Linked DNA regions of Sus scrofa: all the other regions are linked to region 2. The links are chromatin contacts, called in public HiChIP or PLAC-seq maps. All regions are on one chromosome and are shown on one strand. Each heading gives the region's core, a stretch centred on a gene start, on an enhancer-like site or on the middle of the called end of the contact. The rest is flanking DNA. Distances are from core to core; before and after follow the strand shown. Region 1 overlaps LOC106506547 (a long non-coding RNA gene). Region 2 has its middle 260 kb from the start of CLINT1. Region 3 overlaps LOC106506547 (a long non-coding RNA gene).

What was found. HiChIP or PLAC-seq counts read pairs in DNA pulled down with a chosen protein or histone mark.
Region 1: an H3K27ac HiChIP or PLAC-seq map of skeletal muscle shows a contact between it and region 2. The contact joins two enhancer-like sites. A contact is called at or near these places in 3 of 47 Hi-C or Micro-C datasets (embryonic fibroblasts, epiblast stem cells and omental adipose tissue) and 1 of 2 datasets of contacts at active chromatin or transcription factors (skeletal muscle).
Region 3: a contact with region 2 is called in an H3K27ac HiChIP or PLAC-seq map of skeletal muscle, with 19 times the contacts expected there. The contact joins two enhancer-like sites. A contact is called at or near these places in 2 of 47 Hi-C or Micro-C datasets (heart right ventricle and skeletal muscle) and 1 of 2 datasets of contacts at active chromatin or transcription factors (skeletal muscle).

Annotation. Positions count from the first base shown.
Region 1 is chr16:64,949,155-64,952,055 of Sscrofa11.1, forward strand. The region is part of intron 4 of LOC106506547 (a long non-coding RNA gene); the gene reads right to left. Among named protein-coding and RNA genes, the nearest start is that of CLINT1, 550 kb to the right of the region's middle. Within about 2 kb of position 1,492, at least 21 of the 83 cell types and tissues checked have an H3K27ac peak or open chromatin away from gene starts, as enhancers often do. A contact at or near this core is called in skeletal muscle, where this site is marked.
Region 2 is chr16:65,235,444-65,238,350 of Sscrofa11.1, forward strand. No RefSeq gene overlaps it. Among named protein-coding and RNA genes, the nearest start is that of CLINT1, 260 kb to the right of the region's middle. Within about 2 kb of position 1,553, at least 12 of the 83 cell types and tissues checked have an H3K27ac peak or open chromatin away from gene starts, as enhancers often do. A contact at or near this core is called in skeletal muscle, where this site is marked.
Region 3 is chr16:64,911,467-64,914,355 of Sscrofa11.1, forward strand. All of the region lies in intron 4 of LOC106506547 (a long non-coding RNA gene), which reads right to left. Among named protein-coding and RNA genes, the nearest start is that of EBF1, 550 kb to the left of the region's middle. Within about 2 kb of position 1,350, at least 6 of the 83 cell types and tissues checked have an H3K27ac peak or open chromatin away from gene starts, as enhancers often do. A contact at or near this core is called in skeletal muscle, where this site is marked.

The sequences.
Region 1 (2,901 bases), core at 242-2,741, 290 kb before region 2:
TTTCCATCCACCTACCCTCCCTCTGCTATTTTCCTCAGCAAGCCTTTGCTCAGGCGTTCTACCATAAGTCAACTTTCCCTTCAAGCCGTATTGGGGACACTCGCTGTTGGACTCTCCCTTCCCCAAGCCAAAACTGTGACTATCACCATATCAATACCTTTCCCCCCACAAGTGCACTTTCACTGTTGTCCTGAGAAATCCCCTCTCATCCACTTCATGGGATCCCGATGAGACTCTAATTTAAGGGCAACCATCTCCCGTCTTCCTCTCTCATGTCAGCCTTTCAAAGAGGCGATTAAGTTCAGGGTCCAAATTAGGCCTGTTGACCTTTCACCCCACCAAGACTTTGAATCTTGAGAAAGATGACAAATAGCTACATATTCTAGTAATAAACTCGGAGCAGACTGTTCATATTCTTTCTTGCTACACAGATCCTAAAGCTGTAAGATTCTTATCTGATTCCTACCCTGATTCTCAAAACTTTCTCCAAATCCATGAGCCCTCCTTTCTCCTATGTTACATTCCTTTCTGCCTAAATTAAGGCAAGGGTTGCCTGCCATGAATTAACCTCAAATGAGAGGGTGTCTAAGAGAAAGCACCCGGTATACAGCTTCATGCTCGTTCTCGATCTTCCTTTTCCTGCTCCCACTAGGAAAATGGGCAAAAGGAATGCAAATCATACTTGTGGTATATGAGAGGATAAATAAATAAATGAGCAAAAAACGAAGCATTATTACTAATGAGTCTGGGTTTAGGGCCTGGCGTGAGCATCTTCATCCCAGATGTTCTCATGGGATCTCCTCGAAAGCTACATTCCCATGGGATTCTCAATGAAGTTTGGAACATGAGAGCGATTTGTCTGGCTCCTCTTCCTGCTCAATTTTCTGTCAGGGGCCCCCACACTCACTCATGGCCTCAACCATTTGGAGTTGATGGCTGATACATGCATAAATGTCAGGCAGCATCTAGAGCAGGAGAGAGAACTGCTACCTACCCTCTGTTTCCCGGCTGTATTTGGGGAATGGTTTGTATTAGCTTTGCCTTAAAGCAGGCGAGCCTTGGCACGTCTTCAGATGGGTGTGCTGTGCATGTGTGTGTACTCGGTTGCCAAGTTACCCCAGGAACAACACACCCTCGCTGTTCTAGTCTCCTGCCCAGGATGTGTTCTTGGTGCCATTGCTGGAGAAGAAAGACCCACCCGGCCCTGTGGACCCTCTGATCTTTTTTCACCTATGTGTACAAATCAGGCCTTGGTCCTCAGTGCTAGTATTCCCATCCTGAAGATTCCAAACTGTGTGCTCAGAATTCTAAGGAGCTGAAGCGTTTCCCCAGCTGACCAGGATTTATACCTCTCACTAGTTACAAACACGCAAGTGTGAAAGATATACATAAAGATGGAGTTCACCCAAGCTAGACAGGGGCCAGGGGAAGGAAATCCACAAAATCAGGTCGGCTTCCACTGGACCAGCTTGGCCAATGCGCTTTCATAACCCCATCAATTCAGGGCTTTCATGGATTTGATTTTCTTTCAGCCCAATCCACTAAGGAGTTGCTCAGGAGTTCTGTGGATTTTCTGCACAATTACAGATTATCGCCATGGCAACAACAGAACCACGTGACAGCTGTGCTACCTCAGAGACCAGGAACAGCCACTTACAGGCACCACACATCATCTCGTAATGGGACTCTGTGCTGTTGGCCTCACATTGTTTTAAGGCTAATCACTGCTTTTTCACAGATGGAGTTTTTCCCCACCCACTCTATTTTCATGATCTTTTAAAACAGTTTGGATTTGCTCTAAAACAGTTCCACATTTGCCTGTGTTTATTTGGTCATAAAAAAGGTATTATTTGGGGGGGGCAGAAGGAAAAAAAGTGGGGTAAAACTTGATGAGTGGAGGATGATGGGAGGCAAGAGGCAGAGGGGAAACGATTTTGCCTGCAGACCGTTTTCTCCCGACCTTGTCACTGGGTTGAAACCCACGACAGTACTGAGGGTCTGAGTCGGCCACGCAGAAGGCCACCCTGCAAATGAGTAAAACTTGCTTTCTCTTAAATGAACTCAACCCTCTTGTCCACTTTGCAAGCACAATGAGAAATGGGGCCACTGATAATTAAGTTAGAGATGTGATTGAGAAGGGGGACCAGGTAATACTTTCTCTCTGGCAAAACAATCAATTTATTTTTCAGAAATTTGTGCACATAGCCAAACCCCAGGCTCTGTCTGCCAAACATTCTCCCCTTAATTTTTTAACCTCTGGGCATTTCAAAGAAAATTGAATCCACATGTTTTCAGATTCATTTGTAAATGCAGTTTGCTCAGAGCTGTTTGATGACCAGTGTGCCCTTTGAGTGTTTTTATGAGCTTAAACTCATTTTCTCCCAAGCCTCTTGCTTCTGAACCAGGAAGTGGCATTTGGAGTTTGCGGCAGAATCCAGAAACGATCATTCTCTAAAGCCTTCGCCAGGGTCTCATGTCGCTTTCTGGACCCTGGTAAAATTAAGAAAAGGATTTCACAGAAGAGAGAAGAATAATCGAGCTAACTTGTTTTTGCAACTGAAAAGCAGATCTGATAGGAACAGGAGCAACTTCCTGGATCACGTGGCTTCCCCATCTTTCTTTATTACTGATTACATTTGTATGTCAGCAGAGACTTACTTTCCCAGGGACAAGTCTCCACCTGTGACATGATTCTTGGATCAGAATAATGCTTCAGAGGCAGAGATGGATGTTTAGATTCAGCAGAAAACAATCTTTGTTTACTACAGTGAATCATATCTGTAAAGGAGAAGAGGCCCCTTTCACTCTGGATCCCTGGAATCAGGGTACTCTTTTCTAACTCAGCCCTGTGATCTCAAACAAAATTCTAACTTCCAGGAAGGTGGGAGTATTATATGTAGG
Region 2 (2,907 bases), core at 303-2,802:
TTCCAAGAGACAGCAAGCAGGTCACCCCACAGGATCAACATCTCAACTCTTTGGGCTGCTAAGGGAAGTGATTGCCCTAGAAGAGAAGCTGCTGCCTCTGAACTTAGAGCACCATAAATCGAGTGGGGATGAGCTTAGGTGTGGACAGTGGGTTCCTTCTGATGTTCCCAATAGCAGGCTGCCAGCCAACAAGTGGGCAGCTCAGAGCAGCTGCATTTCCAACCAGCAGACCAGGGCAAGCTACTAACGTGTGGACACAACCTCTCCACAATTTGCTTAAAAGCCACACTGTGTTTCCTGGACAATGGCCACAGGCCAAAATACACACGTTCCGGTTTTTACGGCTCTAAGGTAAGCATTCTTTCAATGGTTCTCTCCCTGTTCCCTTGCTGTCTAGTGCATTGTGTTTTGCTCGTTCCTTCTCCTTTTTTCTTTTTTCTTTTTTTCCTTCCCAGCTCTGCTCTCTGCCTCCCTTGCTTCAACCCTCCTGCTTCAAAGCTTGCTAGCCATGATCTCAATCTCCTGCCTTGCTTTTCTGCCACCTCTCCATCACAGAGGTTTTCCTCTCCTTTTGGTCAGGTTTTCTCTAATTACTAGACTTCCTCTCCCTCTGTTTTCCTGTTTGCCTGGCAGAGCCTCCTTCCCCTGCCTTTTAAGTTTCCCGGCATTAGCACCGACTTGAAAGCACCACTCTGGCTTCCTGGTCTTCTTGTTCCCCCGCTGGTCCATCCTCTCTCCTCCACCATGGCTTCCCTGCACGGCCCTTTCCTTTCCCTCTGGACACCTGGTCCCATGCGCCCCTCTCACCCTCCCCATCCCCTTCACCCTTCACCTCTGTTCTTTGTTCCTTTGTCTCCTGTCTTTCCTCAGCCCTCCCATCCCTCCTCCTAGGTCCCCTCTCCCGGTTTCCATCCCCCTAACCTTATCTTTGTTTTCCTTCCTTCTGGCTGCTGATAGAGTGGGAGTAGTTGCAGGCTGCATCCCTGATTTCACATGCAGACCCAGAGCCAGCATGTCAGTCTAATATTAACATTGCCCAGAGAAAGGGGGTCTTGGTCCCTATAAGCAATTTCGCCGTGCAGCTTGGAGCTGAGCTAGAAGGCTTTAGAATAAAGCCATGAGAAGTCTGAGGCATCCCGCTTGGCAGGCAGCATGGAGAAAGGACCGTTTCCTTTTCCCACTGATCTCGTTTAAGTCAAGGCCAAAGACCAGGGCTGAGACCAGGGCTGAGACATTTGTAAGTTGTAGCCTTGGGGTGGGACCTCAGTGACCTGCCCTGCTCCTTCACAACACACACACACACACACACCCACACACACACACACACACTTCTTACTCACATCTGTTCAGAGCAAAAGGCCCTGTGAATTTTCACATGTGGTGTATGAAACAAAAAATAAGATCTATAAAGGGAACCAAAACCAGCACAAAGGAGATACTGCTGCTGAGGAAAGGGCTGTGCTCCATCCCCTCTGCCTCTTGCCCCTCAGTTCTTTTCAACTTCAGTCGTTCCTGTTTCCTTGACTGAGCCCCACTGGAGCATAGCGGGCGTCTTTCCTTAGAGGACAGCGCCATCTAGCAGGTGAAATGCCAAACCCTGACCATGGAGCCTGGAAACAAACTAGTCTCCCAACCAGTTCCCAGCTTCCCTGTTTTTAACTGTTGGCCAGTCAAACCCCATTTAGTCTGAAATAGTGATTTAACAATTTGGCCTTGTTGGAGATTTGTCCATTTCCAACCACCTCTATTTCTCCAGGCGTGACTGAGTTTCAGTTTGCGGCCTTAGTTTATCGAAAAGGCAAAAAAGTTCTAGAACCCACAGACTGCCTGATGCTAGGGAGCTTCAGGTGACTTTTCTAAAGAAAAACAAAAAAGAACATCTTAAAAATATCTGAATGGCTCAGGTGCCCTCTGGAACTCCGCAGCAATATTTGCTTCTCTTTCCTTTTTCAATCATTTCATCCCCTTCCTCCCTTTCACAGTTACTGAGTGCCTGCTGTGTACCTGGCACTATGCTAAGTTAAGTAAGAGACAGCTCCTCTCTGCAGAGCATCATAGTCCAATGAACTCAGATGTTAGACCCCTGAGTTTGCAAAACCTCTGATCTGGGATGGGGTCTTTGTAAACCTAGCTGTGCTAAGGGTCCGGGGAATAAAGGAGAGAAGACAGTCCCAACACCCCCACTTTCTACCTCTATCCAAACAGTTTTATGCTTATCCAGGTTTTACTTCTTGAAAATTTTGTTTCAATAAGCTTCTATTTTGAAGCTTAAGAAGTATTTTGAAGACTTCTGCTCCAATCTAAATGTCTCACTCCATGGATTAGGATATGGGGTCCAGAGAAGTTTAAGGACTCATTCAAGGCCATAGAATTAGGGCAATAGCTCTCCAAGTTCTACTTTCCTGGGTCCTTGACAATAAGGACAATGAGACCCACCAGGTCTTTACAGCCAAAGTGAATTCTCTGATTATTTTATATTTTTGTTTGCTTCTCTCCTGGCAAGACTCCATGGAGGCAAGGGATGGTATACAAGCCTCCTAGGACTGCCATAGGCACAGTGGGTGCCTTCAGCAATGAGAGATCTCTTTTCTTATACTTCTGGAGGCTAGAAGTCCAAGATCATGGTGGTGACTTTCTGGAGTTCCCGTCGTGGCACAGTGGAAACGAATCCGACTGGGAACCATGAGGTTGCGGGTTCGATCCCTGTCATCACTCAGTGGGTTAAGGATCCGGCACTGTCACGAGCTGTGGTATAGGTTGCAGACACAGCTCAAATCTGGCATTGCTATGGCTGTGGTGCAGGCCAGTGGCTACAGCCCCGATTCTATCCCTAGCCTGGGAACTTCCATGTGCCATGGGTGTGGCCCTTAAAAATAAATAAATAAATAAATAAAGGTAGTGACTTTC
Region 3 (2,889 bases), core at 100-2,599, 320 kb before region 2:
TAGTAACCATGAGGATAGGGGTTTGATCCCCGGCCTTGCTCAGTGGGTTAAGGATCTGGTGTTTCTGTGAGCTGTGGTGTAGGTCACAGATGTGGCTCGGATCCCACATTGTTGTGGCTGCGGCTGTGGCTGTGGTATAGGCTGTAAGCTACAGCTCAGAATCGTTCCCTAGCCTGGGAACCTCTATATGCCTCGGTGTGGCCCTAGAAAGACAAAAGACAAATAATAAGAATAAGAATAAGGCACAGCCAATACAATGAAACCCTTTAAAAGAATGGCCTGTGGAGTTCCTGTTGAGGCTCACTGGGTTAAAGACGTGAGGTTATCTCTGTGAGGAAGCAGGTCAATCCCTGGCCTCCCTCAGTACATTAAGGATATGGTGTTGCCACAGCTGCAGTGTAGGTCACAGATGCAGCTCAGATCCAGTGTTGCTGTAGCTGTAGGGTAGGCCCCAGCTGTAGCTCTGATTCAAACCTCTAGCCCAGGAACTTCTACATGCTGCAGGTGTGGCTGTTAAAAAAAAAAAACAAAAAAAACAAAAAAAACAAACAAACAAACAAACAAAAAAACCACTAAAAGCAAAAGAATGGGCTAAGTCTGGAATTTCACTCTGACAGAAATGCACCCAGAAAACACTTTTAAATGAACAAAAGCAAGATACAGGATCGTTATGTACATAAGATATATATTTTCGTACCAAACGCTCACCCACAAATGAGATTGACTAACACAAACTGCAGAATTTCAATCAGTGGTTCTTCAATTAGAAAAAAATTCTACATAAACGTCAATCTATTTAATGGGTTATACTTAGGAAGTCGATGAGATGGGGAAAGGGGAGACTTCTACTTTTCATTTTACATTCTTCTTTATTAGTTAAATGTTTATAAACAGAATACATTATGTTTATAAGATTTAAAAGAGAGGAAAAATATTTGCCAGTCACACTCCCTCCCCTCACACACTGTCTTCCAACCCAAATGTTAATCTGGCTGCTGTAAAAAAGAAAATGATGGACGCTCTACTGGCTGGATTTCTGTACAGATCAAAAACACCCTGCATCTTTTCCATTCAGCATTCCATTAAAGCGTAATAGAGCCAAGTCCTGTGTGTGGGAAAGTGTGTCTTTGTGTGTGTGGATCCCGTTGTAGTTACAACGGCTCCTCCCTTTGGTAACAATTTAACACCCACATGCATCCTCAGGAAGGTCAAAAGGGAAAGGCAAGAATAAAAAAAACATGTTTAAGAAATGTTAACTAGCTCCCACTTCCAACATTCTTTTCCCGCACATTAGAAAACGACATCATGCATGTTTCCATGAGTGTCTGGTGGCTTTAATAAAATGAGTGGTGATATCGTCCGTAGAAAAAGTGGGAAGCTGGCAGCACACTTCTCATCGGAAATGAGGCACTGTGCTGGGAATAACATTGGATTTTACAACATAAATTTAAAAGTCATCATGCTTAATTCTGTATCCTTTTCATAATTCCTCCAGGAGTCTTGTGGCCATTTTGAAATGTTAGAGTCCAAGGAAAAGAAAAATCATGGAATTTCCACATTCATGGAAAACTAGCACCTTCTCAGATGATTAAAAAATCAAAATTCCACTCACAAAAGAGCAAGGAGGTAATTTCCTGTAATTTTATATTTGAAACTTCAACTCCAATCTTTAGCAGACTTAAGTGGCAAAGTACGAATTCTGATCACCAGCAGGTTTTAAGGTGTTTCAAGTGAAAGAAACAAGCTTGAGGGATTTATGACAATATTTGGGAGATATTTTTGAGTGTGCCATGGTGCAATGCTTTCCCTTAGCTGTTGTGATCCTCTCTCCCTCTGAAGGAATGAGTAAGTAAGTAAAACACTGTGTAATCATATACAATGTACAGTTTAACCTTGGAATCCTTAAACAATGTAAATTTTAATACCAGCTTTTCTCTCAAGTCCCTGTATACCCTTCAAGCATGTTACTAAAACTTTCTGTGTCATAGTCTTAGGACTCCTTACAACATGAGTAAAAATACTTGCCCATTCAGTAAAGATGTTATGGGGATAAATGAAAGGATATACAACAAAGCATTTTTAAAAGTTGAGGAACTATTAACAGAGGTAACATAGTGTAAATGGACATGATACCAACAGAAACTCAATGGTACTGGGTAAATTCTATAGGCGTGTTTCTTCTTCTGTGAAATGGGATGATTAACTAATAATTAAATCAACAAAACAGTTTATGTCCTCAACTTGCCAGGCACTGTTTTAGCTGTTTAGAAGAGTAATTGTTCTATTCTGCCTACTCACAGGATGTTATAGTATCAATAAAGCAACATCCGGAAAAAAACTTGGGAAAACCTTGAAGTGCTGTGCCCTCGTACAAGGTTATTATCATTTTTTCTTTTTTTTTTTTTTCACTCGTTTAAAAATAAATTTATTGAGCGCTTGTTTGTTAAAAGCAACCAATCAGAAAAATTCCTCTCTGAGAGCTCAAAGTCTACTGTGCTTGCTGGACAGATTGATAGAATCACAATTGTCTTTGAAAAGTAGAATGACATGGTATTAAAAGAGAGCCACACCCCAGCTTCTTGGGTGACTGTAGAGAAACGAGTGGCTTAGGAAGGATTCCTGCAGGAGACTGGTTTGGTCTGTCCTGATGCTGCTGCAGAGAGACCTGTCAATCCAGCAGCACCTCATCCATTCAATAGATACTACTGAGCACTTGCCATGCACCAGCTCCTGTGCTACCCGCTGTCAATACATATATTCTCCAAGAAAACACACGTGGTTTTTGCCTACATGGAATTCAAACCATACATTTTCACCAAGCACAGGCTTTTAATCTGGACTTTTAAAACGCTACTCCTCTAGATGGGCTAGACCCTGTCATGTGCTGAT